4 separate regions of the Sus scrofa genome follow, and all the other regions are linked to region 1. The links are chromatin contacts, called in public Hi-C and HiChIP or PLAC-seq maps. All regions are on one chromosome and are shown on one strand. The core of a region is the stretch at or near the end of the contact, and the rest is flanking DNA. Distances in the headings are between cores, read along the strand shown. Region 1 holds the start of FJX1 (four-jointed box protein 1). Region 2 overlaps LDLRAD3 (low-density lipoprotein receptor class A domain-containing protein 3). Region 3 overlaps LDLRAD3 (low-density lipoprotein receptor class A domain-containing protein 3). Region 4 overlaps LDLRAD3 (low-density lipoprotein receptor class A domain-containing protein 3).

Region 1 (2,815 bases), core at 265-2,764:
GTCGGTCCATTGCACCAGGTCCACCAGCTCCGCCTGGCTGCGGTTGGCCAGCTCGGCCCCCACGGCGCGCAGGGGCCGCAGATGGCCGTCTTCAGAGCGCCAGGGTGCGGGCACCACCACGTCAGTGAGGTTGGGCAGCCACCGAGTCAGGCTTACTACGCTGCCCTCGGTCCAGTGAGCGGCACGAAGCTCTTCCTGCACCTGAGCCCACTGCGCGCCCCGAGCTTCCACCCGAGCCAGTGCCAGCGGCGGCACGTGGCGCTGGAGGCCCAGCAGGCGTGCCAGGTAGTAAGACAGGGCCTCGCCCTGTATCTGCTCCGGGTTGATGCCGTAGCGCACGCAGGCGCGGGTGCCGTCGGCGAAGCGAGCCAGCCGGTTGGAGCTGCGCCCGCAACCCCCGCGCTCCAGGGCCACCACCCGGGCGCTGCGCGCCGCCTCCAGCCACGCCGCCGCCTGGGCCTCGGAGAAGCCCGGGGGCACCTGCTCCTCCAGGCCGCGGCTCCAGAAGACGCCCCCGTGCACCGCGGCGCGTTCCTCCGGCCAGGACCGTCCGGTTGGCACGTGCCGCCTGCGCTCACCCGGGGGCTGCCCGGGCGGGCCGTCAGAGCTCGCCGCCAAGGTGAGCAGAACCCGGAAAGTTTTCAGGGAGCCGCCGCGGGCGTCCCGCGCCAGGGGCGGGGGCAGAGGGAAGCGAGGCGCTGGCTCCCGGCCTCCGCTCCGGGCCGGGCGCCGAGGGAGTCGGTCTTTGGGCGTCTGAGAGGCGGGCAGCTCGGTCCGCGGCGGCAGGAGCCCGCCCCACAGCGCTAGCAGCGAGCCCAGCGCCAGTAGCCAGAGCCCCGCGGTGGCGGCGGCGCCCCGCATCCTCCAGCCCATGCTTCCCCGGCCGGGCCGGTGCCGCCGCCGCTTCAAGCCAAGCCCCGGCGCCCGGGTCTCGGCGGCGAGGCGGGCCCGGCAGCTCGTTGGCTCCGGGGCTCCGGGCGCCTCAGCTCCATCGCTGCAGCGGGGCGCTGCGAGACTAGCCGGCGCTCTGCCCGGCGCTGAGAACTAGCCTCGCTGCCGCTTCCCAGCTGCTTTTGTATTTCGCTGTGAGACCCTCCGGCGGGCGCGATTCACAGGCGCCCGGACCACGTGGGAGCGAGGGGGGATCCCCCTCCCCCTCCTCCTCCGCCGCTCCCCGCCCCCCTTCACTCCCCCGCCCCTTCCTCTTCTCTTCCCCTTAAAGCGGCGATGGCTCTTTCCAAGCGGGAGAAGCGGTCCCACACTCACTCAGGGACTTAGGGGCCAGGAGCAGGAAGCCGGGTTGGCGGCGCCCGCGTGGGGGCGTCGGAGCCGGCAGCACCGAGCTGAAGTCACGCGGGGTGGGAGCTACGCGCCTCTGGCTCTCGCGGGGGTTAGAGTGGTCGCGGAGTCCCTGCACTAGGGAAGCTCCCGTCCTCCAGCAAAGTTCAGACTAACCCCCACCGCTCTCTCCGCGCCGCCCGGCGTGGATTGGGGCGGGTCCCTTTGCCTTCTCCGTTGCAGACGGTGATTCACCCTGCCTTATGTAAATCCCTGGGAATCTCTCCGAGCCACAGAGGATATGACTCCAGCCCGGTTAGGAGAACCATCTGTAGCAAACAACTTTGAACCGACACCCCCTTTCCTGAGCGCGCTCACCACACTGGTCCCTGAGGGCTGTGCGCTTTGAGGTTGGTAGCTCCGCCTTTCCCGAGGGACTCACTGGGAATTAAACTTTGCTGTGCCCAAACACCTAGGCAGGTGTTCAACAAAGTATCTGTCCTCAGTTCTGGTCAGAGAGCAGTAAAATGCGGAGATGCGGTCCCCGTGCTTACGAAGCTCACATTCTAGGGAGATGTACCGGTTGCCCCAGAGAGCTTTGTTACCGAGGATCAGATCTGATGCAGGAGAAGGGGCTTCGGAGACCATTTCTCCAATGAAATGGTCCTCTTTTGCCCAGGAGGAAACTGAGGCAGAGAAGGGATAGGCGAACTCAAGATCCCAGAGGTAGCAAGTGGAGAAACTAAAATTCAAACTGAGGTCTCTGGGCAGCATGCCACTTGATTTTCCCTCTAGGGAGAAAGTTCACTATCTTTATCAAGTTGTTAGCATTCTCCTTTTTTAAAAGACCATTGTCATTTAGCTAGTCACTATATTCCTCAAATAGGATTTTCAATTCAACAAATGAAAAAAAAAATCCACCATATTGCATTTGACTTCATAGTTTAATGGTTTAAGGGAAGAAGTGGTTGGAGGAGGGGGTGGAGGAGCAAAAAAGTAAAGAATAAAAAAACAAAACAAAACAAACCATATTGTCTTCCAGCCACTTTTGCATTCAGTCCTCCTAGAGAGCTCTTGGATAAGAATCGGCTCTCCCTCTCACTTCCCTGAATGAGCCTGTGTCCCAGATCCAAATCAAGATTCTCAGGTAAGACACAAGTTTGGGGGGGATGGGGGTGGAATCCACCTCTGAAAGCAGGAGTTTGAAATCTGTTTCCTTTCATGTGTTTCTTTTCTTTCTTTTTATCCCCCATCAGATACAAATGGGGGTTTTCACTGCAACAGCTCATGACCTGGCCTTGATTATATTTATGCTCCAAAGAATGAATATTCTAGAGTTAGAGGGCAGATACTCTAAAGTTTGTGACTAAGAGGGTCCAAGGACCACACCTGGGGCCTTCCAGTGCTGATCCAGTGTAGTGTCAAGTGTTTCCATAGTGACTGAAGTGTTGGGTCTTTGCTGAATCTCTTCTGCACCCCACGGTGGCAGTACCATGCCATTTTATACATATTACCTGATGATATTACTATGGCCCCC
Region 2 (2,763 bases), core at 211-2,710, 400 kb before region 1:
TAATAAACAGAGTCAAGTCTCAAATCTTACTTTTTTTTTTTTTTGGCCACACCCATGGCATTTGGAAGTTCCCGGGACAGGGATCAAATTCAAATTCAATCTGCAGCTGCAGCAATGCCAGATCCTTAACTCACTGTACCACAGCGGGAACTCCCTCAAACCTTACTTCTTGACTCATCCAGTCTACTGCCTCTGTAAATACTTCTAAGGCCCAGCCAAGCTCCAAAGGACTCAGACTTTATGAGACAAAGAAAGAGAAAGAGAATAAGAGTAATTATAAATGCATGAGCTCCCATTCAACAAACCACCACTCTGGCCTTGGCCCTGCACCCTCTTCAGGAATCACTAACGAGACACCCTGCCTTGCCAGTGATGCTCAGCTGCTGTCTCTGTCAGGGAGCCCGTCCTGTTCTGATTTACATCTGCATCGGCAGATGCCTGCTCAGGCAACGGCGAGGCAAGGCAGATCACAGGCGGCCAGCCGAGGGCCTGGCAGAGGCTCAGAGGAAGCCCGCCGCTGACAGCAGCTGTCAGCTCCTCCCTGCCTGCACAACCCACCGTGGGGCTCAGGGGGTCCTGGACAAAGTCTGGATTGTCCTCAGCTCACCCCCATTTCCACGAAAGGGAGGTTTCAGCAGGAAACTCAGTAGCCCCTGGCAGAAATGGAAGACTGACTCTGGGTCCAAAACTGCCCTGACAAAGGCAGGCAGGGTGACTCCAGCCCACTGCACGCTTGAATCCACCTCTCTTCAAGGACCTGATTGTCACAGTTCTGGATTTCACAGATCAGCAAAATAAAACATTTTTAAAAAAACCAAACGGGAGTGGAGGAAGGACAAACACAATGACCATTTTTTTTCTTTTTAACCAGCAAGGTCATGAGCAAATCTTGCAATAACCTCTACCCACTATTGCCCTAAATGAAAAGCTTCATTGGCATCCATGATGCAAGCAGGACATGGCCCCGGGCCAATATTTGGGGATCGTGTCAGAACTAGAGGGAAACCAAGAGAGGTCCCAGTGTCACCAGGTTGCGACACTCTCGGAACAAAGACCCAATCTTCAGATGCATAACATCTGGGGCACAGCGGGAAGTCCACAGAGCTTGACTCAATGACTAGTTCTCACATTCTACAGAAGAGAAAACTGAGGCCCAAGGAGGTGATCTGAGACTTGCAAAAGTCACATCGTTCACTTAGGACCAGACTGGTCTGGAATCCAATTCTCATGCCCCTAGGCCTGCCCTCTTTCAAGGATAGTTGAATTACTGAGGCGGGGTGCTATAGGGTCCCACCCTGCTAAACTCATCAGGGATCAGTTTCTGGAGAGACCTCAAGAGACGGGCTCAGGACACTGAACGCCCACACCTGCTTCCCCATGGCCAGAACTTCCCAAGCCTAGGATAGAAACACCGCACCACGCATCATGCCTGTGCCTCCCAACCTGCCCAGGCAGGGCTTAGGGCTGCTCACTGGTCCCAGAGGATGAAGGATCCGGCAGCAGCACAGGCCTGCTGTCCATGGGGGCTGGTCCAGACTCTCCCATGTAACAATGTCACAAAAGGAGCTGCAGGGCCAGAGCCTCTCTGTTCAGCCAGAACTCAGCTCATCTGATCTGCAGCATCTCTCAGGCTGTGGCAAAAGCTCCAGCCAGAGCTGCGAGGATTCAGGGTCTCTCTTTCAGATCTCTGTGGTGGCCCAAATGAGCCACAGCCGTCCCCTCCATCCTCTGCTTGCCTCCACTCCCTGCTCCAGGACCCTGCCAGTGTGTGCCAGAGACAACCCACAGAGCCAGAAGCAGGAGCCTTCTGCTCTTCTGCAAAATTAGCATCCCTGCTTTGTAAACTCAAAACATAGCTCGCTGTGAAAAATTCAAATGATGAGAGATGGACAAAGGCAATGTAAAAATTATCCCAAATGACTGCCACCCAGGGAAATCCACTGTGGCCATTTTAGTAAACATGCTCCAGAAGCACGGTCTCTCCAACTACAGTGTACAAACAGATGGCCTAGGACCTCATTAAAATGCTTTAGGTCAAAAATGGAGCTTAGGATTCCACATTCCTAACAGGCTCAAGGGCGCAGTCCATGCTGCTGGGTCCAAACACCTCACTTCTAAGCAGCAAAGGACCATTGTTTGTTGCTCTACCCACAGGGCCCCCCAAAGTGCCTGGTACATAGGTCACTCAATAACTGCTACCTAAATTAATAAATAAAAGTCTGGAGTTCCTGTCGCGGCGCAGTGGTTAACGAATCCGACTAGGAACCATGAGGTTGCGGGTTCAGTCCCTGCCCTTGCTCAGTGGGTTAAGGATCCGGCGTTGCCGTGAGCTGTGGTGTAGGTTGCAGACGTGGCTCGGATCCCGCGTTGCTGTGGCTCTGGCGTAGGCCGGTGGCTATAGCTCCGATTGGACCCCTAGCCTGGGAACCTCCATATGCCGAGGGAGCGGCCCAAGAAATAGCAAAAAGACAAAAAAAATAAAAATAAAAATAAATAAATAAATAAAAGTCTGAGCATACAGTTTTACTTAAATACAATCATAAAATACTACGCTATTCCGAACCCTGCTTTTGCCACTTAAAAATATATACGTGACATCTTTTCATGTCAATGACCATAGGTCCACACCATGACTTTTAATGGGCAACAATAATTTTACTACATCTTGTGGACCCCTAGGTCCCATTATTGATGAACATCTGGGGTGTTTTCAATTAAAAAAGATGCACATCCAGATGCATACATGACTTTTCCCACTGGTAC
Region 3 (2,874 bases), core at 375-2,874, 290 kb before region 1:
GTCTAAAGCCATGTAAGAAAGTCTTGTGAGAATCTCAGAAGCCTAGAGCTCCAAAAACCTTAGAACATCAACAACTAGGAGCTCCCACTGCGGCTCAGCAGGTTATGAACTCTGCCAGTATCCATGAGGATGCAGGTTTGATCCCTAGCCTTGCTCAGTGGGTTAAGGATCCAGCGCTGCCGTGAGCTGTGGTGTAGGTTGCAGACTCAGCTCCTTTCCAGCTTGCAGTGGCTGTGATGTAGCAGCAGCAGCGGCAGCTCAGATTTGCCCCTAGCCTGGGAATTCCCATATGCTGCAGGTGCAGCCCAAAAAAGAAATAAAAAAAGAGTATCAACAGCTGTACCCCATTTTACCTGGACAGCTAAAGCTCAAGAAGTAAGCAAGCAAGGACATGTGTCATCACCTCTGCAACCTGATCAAAAACAACTCATCAGCTTGGAGGGCACTGTGCTTAGTCAGATAAGACAGGTGAGAAAAATGAATCCTGTAGGATATCACTTACATGTGGAATCAAAAAACACAAGAAACCAGTGAATATAACATAAAAGAAGCTGATTCACAGATATAGGGAACAAACTAGTAGTTACCAGTGGAGGAAGGGCAATATAGGGATCGGGGAGTGGGAGGGACAAACTACTGGGTGTAAGACAGGCTCAAGGATGTGTTGCACAACACAGGGAATAGAACCAATATCTTGTAAGAACTATAAATGGAAAGCAACCTTTAAAAATTGTATAAAAAGAAAAAAAATTTACAAACAATTACCCATGCATTAAATATTCCCAGTGACGGAGTTCCCATCGCGGCTCAGTGGTTAACGAATCCAACTAGGAACCATGAGGTTGCGGGTTCGATCCCTGGCCTTGATTAGTGGGTTAAGGATCCGGTGTTGCCGTGAGCTGTGGTGTAGGTTGCAGACACGGCTCGGATCCCACGTTGCTGTGGCTCTGGTGTAGGCCGGCGGCGACAGCTCCGATTCGACCCCTAGCTTGGGAACCTCCATATGCTGCGGGAGCGGCCCAAGAAATGGCAAAAAGACAAAAAAAATAAAATAAAATCCCAATGACAAGGTATGCATGTCTGCCAAAGAGGCCTTGTGACACCCATGCAGCTCTGTTCCCATGAGGAAGGATCACAGCTCCGTCAGTATAGTTCACATTCGGGAACACACCCAAACCCCACTTGCGGAGAAGGGACTCCGCCCTGCCCAGCTCAGGGCAGAGGTAAACCATGCCATTTCCATCACGGGATCATTTAGGGGCCAAGAACAAGTTCTGCACAGCTCGGCTTCCCCAGAGTATAGCACAGTGCATGGCAGAGGCGGCGCCGCACTGGGGAAGAGCCAAGTAGAGCTTGAGAAGAGTCAAGTGACCCGGAGACAAAAAGGACGAATATTCACAGGCCTGGGAAACTAGGGCGCCTCCCTGAGCCTCAGGCTAGGAAGAGGGCAGCTCATGATGTTGGATAAGGAGTCCTTCTCCCCTTGCACCCCGAGCCCCTCTCCTGGTACCGCCTTTTTTTCCCCGCAAATTCACACACAAAAGAAGACGGCAGACAACGTACGTCACTGGGCTGAAGAGAAGAGGAAGTAAAAAAACTCAAGGAAAGCTGGCCACCGAACAAAGGACAAGCACAGCTGGAAGGCAAAGGTTCTTAAAGGAATCCAAGGGATCCAAAGCCCAGCAGAGCCTAACTTGCAAAAGACTTCAGAGAAGAAAGGAGAAGATGAAAATTTCTCTAGAGCCAACTTGCGGCCACTACAGAAGATTCCCCCCCCACCCCACCCCCCGTGCCCCGCCACCCGCAGAAAGGACTCGGGTTCTAAAAGCCTTTGATGGGAAGGGGAACCAAGGGGAACAAAGACTGCTCTGTGGGGAGGAGGCAGGGGGACTTCCAGGGTTAAGATTTCGACACCCAACTCCCAAGGCAAACTTTCAGACAGCTTCTCCTCCAGCTGGCAGGACCCCTGAGCCTCCCAAGTTCAAAAGTTACTCAGGGAACCAGGTGGCTTTCGGTGTCACCTGCCTTTTACCTGCTTTCTCAACCTGTCTCCCTCTCTCAAGGGATCTACATCTACCATCTCTAACTTCACTGGCTTTCACAACGTCACAAGGGGGAAGCACAGGGAAAGGTCAATGCTGAGGGCATTTCTACCTAAGAACCTTCTTTCACACCAAACTTGCGAACTTGCGGGGCTGCAGGAACAGAAAGCAGAAACCTCTCAAAGACACTTTCAGGATGAGCAGTAAGAAAGCTCAAGAGGTGAGTTCCCTGGTGGCACAGCCAGTTAAGGATCTGGCACTGTCACTGCTGCGGCATGGATTTGATCCCCGGCCTGGGACCTTCCACACGGCTCAGGCCTTGGTTAAAAAAAAAAAAAAAATTCTCAAGATATATGGTGGAGGAGGGCACTCACACCAAGCCAGGGGCTCTCAACTGGTGACAACTGGTAACAGCTCAAGATGCTGTTGGTTGTCACACCTGGGGGAGGCAAGTAGGAGGAGGCTGCTACTGGCATCTAGGACCAGTGATGCTGCTAAGGCTCCTAAAATGCACAGGACAGCCCCACCTCCCCCAACAAAGAACTCTCCAGCCCCAATGTCAAACTCCCCGAGGCTGACACACTTCCCTAGACTATCCCCAGCCCTGTAGCAGCTCCAGAAACCCTAACTATCCTACCTGAAATAAATATTTGTCATCCCTCTGACCAGGCAGTTACCATGTCACTAAAGTACACTTATCCTGGAAGCAACAGGAGGCATCAAGCAGATGATGCGAGAGGCTAGTGCTGGGTCCTGGGAGTACCTGGCTGCTCTCCCAGCAAACACTCTGAAGGGCGCTTCTCAGGAGCCAGGAGAGTAGATTCTTTCACAA
Region 4 (2,700 bases), core at 59-2,558, 350 kb before region 1:
AGTGAGTGGGTGGATAGAAATACGGATGGATGCTTCCTTGTGCTACAATACTATGAAAAGCCTTTCACCCAACAGTCTGTGGATTATTCTTGCAAGTTAAAATTACTCCTCAATCATGTGGATAGTCCAGCTGGAGATTTATGGATGAAAACATGTTTCTTCATGCTCAGATGAGAATCTGATCTCAACTCGAGTATCTGAAAAATGGGGATGTGAGGACTCTGTCTCGGACATCAGCTGACACAAGTGCCCATGAGACAAATCCGACATCCTGTGTAGACCCTCCTCTCAGAGTCGGCTCACAAGAAACCAAATATATATATTAATGGCTGCACCTGCGGCATATGGAAGTTCCCAGGCTAGGGGAATTGGAGCTACAGCTGCCGGCCTACAGCACAGCCACAGCAACACCTGATCCGAGCAGCGTCTGAGACCTACACCACAGCTCACAGCAATGCCAGATCCTTCACCCACTGAGCGAGGCCAGGGATCAAACCTGCATCCTCATGGATACTAGTCAGGTTCTTAACCCACTGAGCCACAAAGGCAACTCCTTTTATTCGTATTATTATTATTCTCTCTCCTGAGAAGTCCGTGGACCCTGGCATTTTCTTTTCTTTTGCTTTTTAAGGCTGCACCTGAGGCATATGGAAATTCCCAAGTGAGGGGTCCAGTTGGAGCTGCAGCTGCCAGCCTACGCCACAGCCACAGCAACGCGAGATCCAAGCCACATCTGCGACCTATACCACAGCTCTCAGCAATGCTGGATTCTTAACCCACTGATCCAGGCCAGGGATCAAACCCGCATCCTCATGGTTACTAGTCAGGTTCGTTACTGCTGAGCCACCCTGGCATTTTCTAAGAGCAATCTTCACTTCCGGCATCACTTGAGCTTAAGCCAATAACTCTTCAAGACTCAGAGTAAGAATTCAGATGTAGCTCAGTACTTTGGAGTGTCACCTGGGCAGGTAAGAGCTGGTCTCCAGAACTCTTGGGCCTGAGGACTCTGTCTCGGACATCAGCTGACACAAGTGCCCATGAGACAAATCCAACATCCTGTGTAGACCCTCCTCTCAGAGTCGGCTCACAAGAAACCAAGGTTGGACACGTGTTCCTGGGGGCAGGGGGAGAACCAGGCTCAGGTGCAGCCAGTCGCTGAAATGCCCGAGAGCGTCAGGCCTCACTGCATCTGCTCTGCGTTGCGTTGGAGGCGGCCTCAGTCCAGCCTCCGGCTTCCGGCCACAGGCAGGCCGATTCCCAGCTCCCGGCAGTGTATCCCAAACTGTCAGCACCCCACACACGCGGCCTTTGTTTGTTTCTTTCTGTATCCAGGGAGCAGGGACAGCTGCGCCAAAGGCAGTGGCACGAGGGGCTGGGACGCCTGTCCAGAGCAGGCCCACAGCAAGCTCTCTGCCCCTGGAGGCAGCAAGGGTGGCCTGGAAGACTGCAGGGGTCCAAAGGGGCTCCATGCCTGCCATCCACAGCCACGGGACACTGGGACCCCGCCTCACTTACTCCCAGCCCTGGGCTCCTTTGAACAAACAAGCCAGTTTGTTGTTCAGTACAGATGGTGGGCCTGGAAGGAAGGCACTGGCTCCACATGAACCTGCCAAGAGAGTTTCGGGAGTGGCCCTGACCTAGGGGATGCCAGCGGCATAAAGAAACATGATGAACCAGAACTGCCAACACAGCTCCAGAGACTCTCCCTCTGTCTCTTCTTTTGTTGATCACGTGCCTTCATGCTAAAGACACAAGAGACCACAGTCTTTAAATGACAAAAGGGACTCAGCTTCTCACCGAACATAAACAGTAATCAGCAAGCCCTGCCTGGCATTGCTCCCTTTCCAGGGCACATCACCACCCACCCGGGCTGCACCAATGATAATGCATTCACAGACAGACGGGACTCTCCAGCCAAGAGGAGAATTTACACCTAATTAAATAAAAACAAAACAGAAAACCAAAGCCTTTAACCAGTGCCAAAAAGAAGATGGACTACTTGCTCTTTTATGGAGCTTCATGGTCAGGAACGCCAATCAAGATGATTTTTTTTTTTTTCTACATGCTATCTTTCAAAATGATCCCTGCCCCATTCAGTAGGTTAAGGATTTGGCACTGCTACGAGCTGTGGTGTAAGTTGAAGACACGGCTCAGGTCAGGCGTGGCTGTGGCTGTGGCCAGAACTGCAGCTCCAATTCAACCCCTAGCCAGAGAAAAGAACTCCTTAAAAGCCAATAAGAAAGTCGCAAACTGGAGTTCCCGTCGTGGCACAGTGGTTAACGAATCCGACTAGGAACCATGAGGTTGCGGGTTCGGTCCCTGCCCTTGCTCAGTGGGTTAGGAATCCGGCATTGCCGTGAGCTGTGGTGTAGGTTGAAGACGCAGCCCGGATCCCGCGTTGCTGAGGTTCTGGTGTAGGCCGGCAGCTACAGCTCCAATTCAACCCCTAGCCTGGGAACCTCCATATGCCGCGGGAGCGGCCCAAGAAATAGCAAAAAGACAAAAAAAAAAAAAAAAGAAAGAAAGTCGCAAACCAACCAAGAGAAAACACGGAGAGAGGAAATAAGCAAGCGTGTCACAAAAAATGCAGATGGGACAAGTAAAAAGACGCACAACCTCACTGGTAGTTAAATGATTCAAGTGGGAGGGCCGTTTCTTAAAAACAGTCTGATCAAAGTTAACCGGATGGATGATACTGAG

The links. A called contact is a pair of places that touch in the nucleus more often than the background predicts. HiChIP or PLAC-seq counts read pairs in DNA pulled down with a chosen protein or histone mark.
Region 2: a Hi-C map of brain shows a contact between it and region 1, with 9 times the contacts expected there. The contact joins the enhancer-like site here to the promoter of FJX1 in region 1. A contact is called at or near these places in 1 of 5 promoter capture datasets (liver), 20 of 47 Hi-C or Micro-C datasets (alveolar macrophages, brain, embryonic fibroblasts and 12 more) and 2 of 2 datasets of contacts at active chromatin or transcription factors (alveolar macrophages and skeletal muscle).
Region 3: a contact with region 1 is called in an H3K27ac HiChIP or PLAC-seq map of alveolar macrophages. The contact joins the enhancer-like site here to the promoter of FJX1 in region 1. A contact is called at or near these places in 6 of 47 Hi-C or Micro-C datasets (alveolar macrophages, embryonic fibroblasts, fetal heart ventricle and 2 more) and 2 of 2 datasets of contacts at active chromatin or transcription factors (alveolar macrophages and skeletal muscle).
Region 4: a contact with region 1 is called in an H3K27ac HiChIP or PLAC-seq map of skeletal muscle. The contact joins the enhancer-like site here to the promoter of FJX1 in region 1. A contact is called at or near these places in 1 of 5 promoter capture datasets (liver), 3 of 47 Hi-C or Micro-C datasets (embryonic fibroblasts, epiblast stem cells and mesenchymal stem cells) and 2 of 2 datasets of contacts at active chromatin or transcription factors (alveolar macrophages and skeletal muscle).

The regions. Positions count from the first base shown.
Region 1 is chr2:25,422,035-25,424,849 of Sscrofa11.1, forward strand. It overlaps FJX1 (four-jointed box protein 1), which reads right to left and starts at 1,515. Exons shown (of 1, transcript XM_003353898.4): 1 at 1-1,515. The coding sequence starts at 873. It also overlaps a transcript of PAMR1 not described here.
Region 2 is chr2:25,017,796-25,020,558 of Sscrofa11.1, forward strand. The region is part of intron 2 of LDLRAD3 (low-density lipoprotein receptor class A domain-containing protein 3); the gene reads right to left. Among named protein-coding and RNA genes, the nearest start is that of LDLRAD3, 140 kb to the right of the region's middle. Within about 2 kb of position 1,461, at least 8 of the 83 cell types and tissues checked have an H3K27ac peak or open chromatin away from gene starts, as enhancers often do. A contact at or near this core is called in brain, where this site is marked.
Region 3 is chr2:25,132,002-25,134,875 of Sscrofa11.1, forward strand. The region is part of intron 1 of LDLRAD3 (low-density lipoprotein receptor class A domain-containing protein 3); the gene reads right to left. Among named protein-coding and RNA genes, the nearest start is that of LDLRAD3, 22 kb to the right of the region's middle. Within about 2 kb of position 1,625, at least 20 of the 83 cell types and tissues checked have an H3K27ac peak or open chromatin away from gene starts, as enhancers often do. A contact at or near this core is called in alveolar macrophages and subcutaneous adipose tissue, where this site is marked.
Region 4 is chr2:25,073,418-25,076,117 of Sscrofa11.1, forward strand. All of the region lies in intron 1 of LDLRAD3 (low-density lipoprotein receptor class A domain-containing protein 3), which reads right to left. Among named protein-coding and RNA genes, the nearest start is that of LDLRAD3, 81 kb to the right of the region's middle. Within about 2 kb of position 1,309, at least 24 of the 83 cell types and tissues checked have an H3K27ac peak or open chromatin away from gene starts, as enhancers often do. A contact at or near this core is called in epiblast stem cells and skeletal muscle, where this site is marked.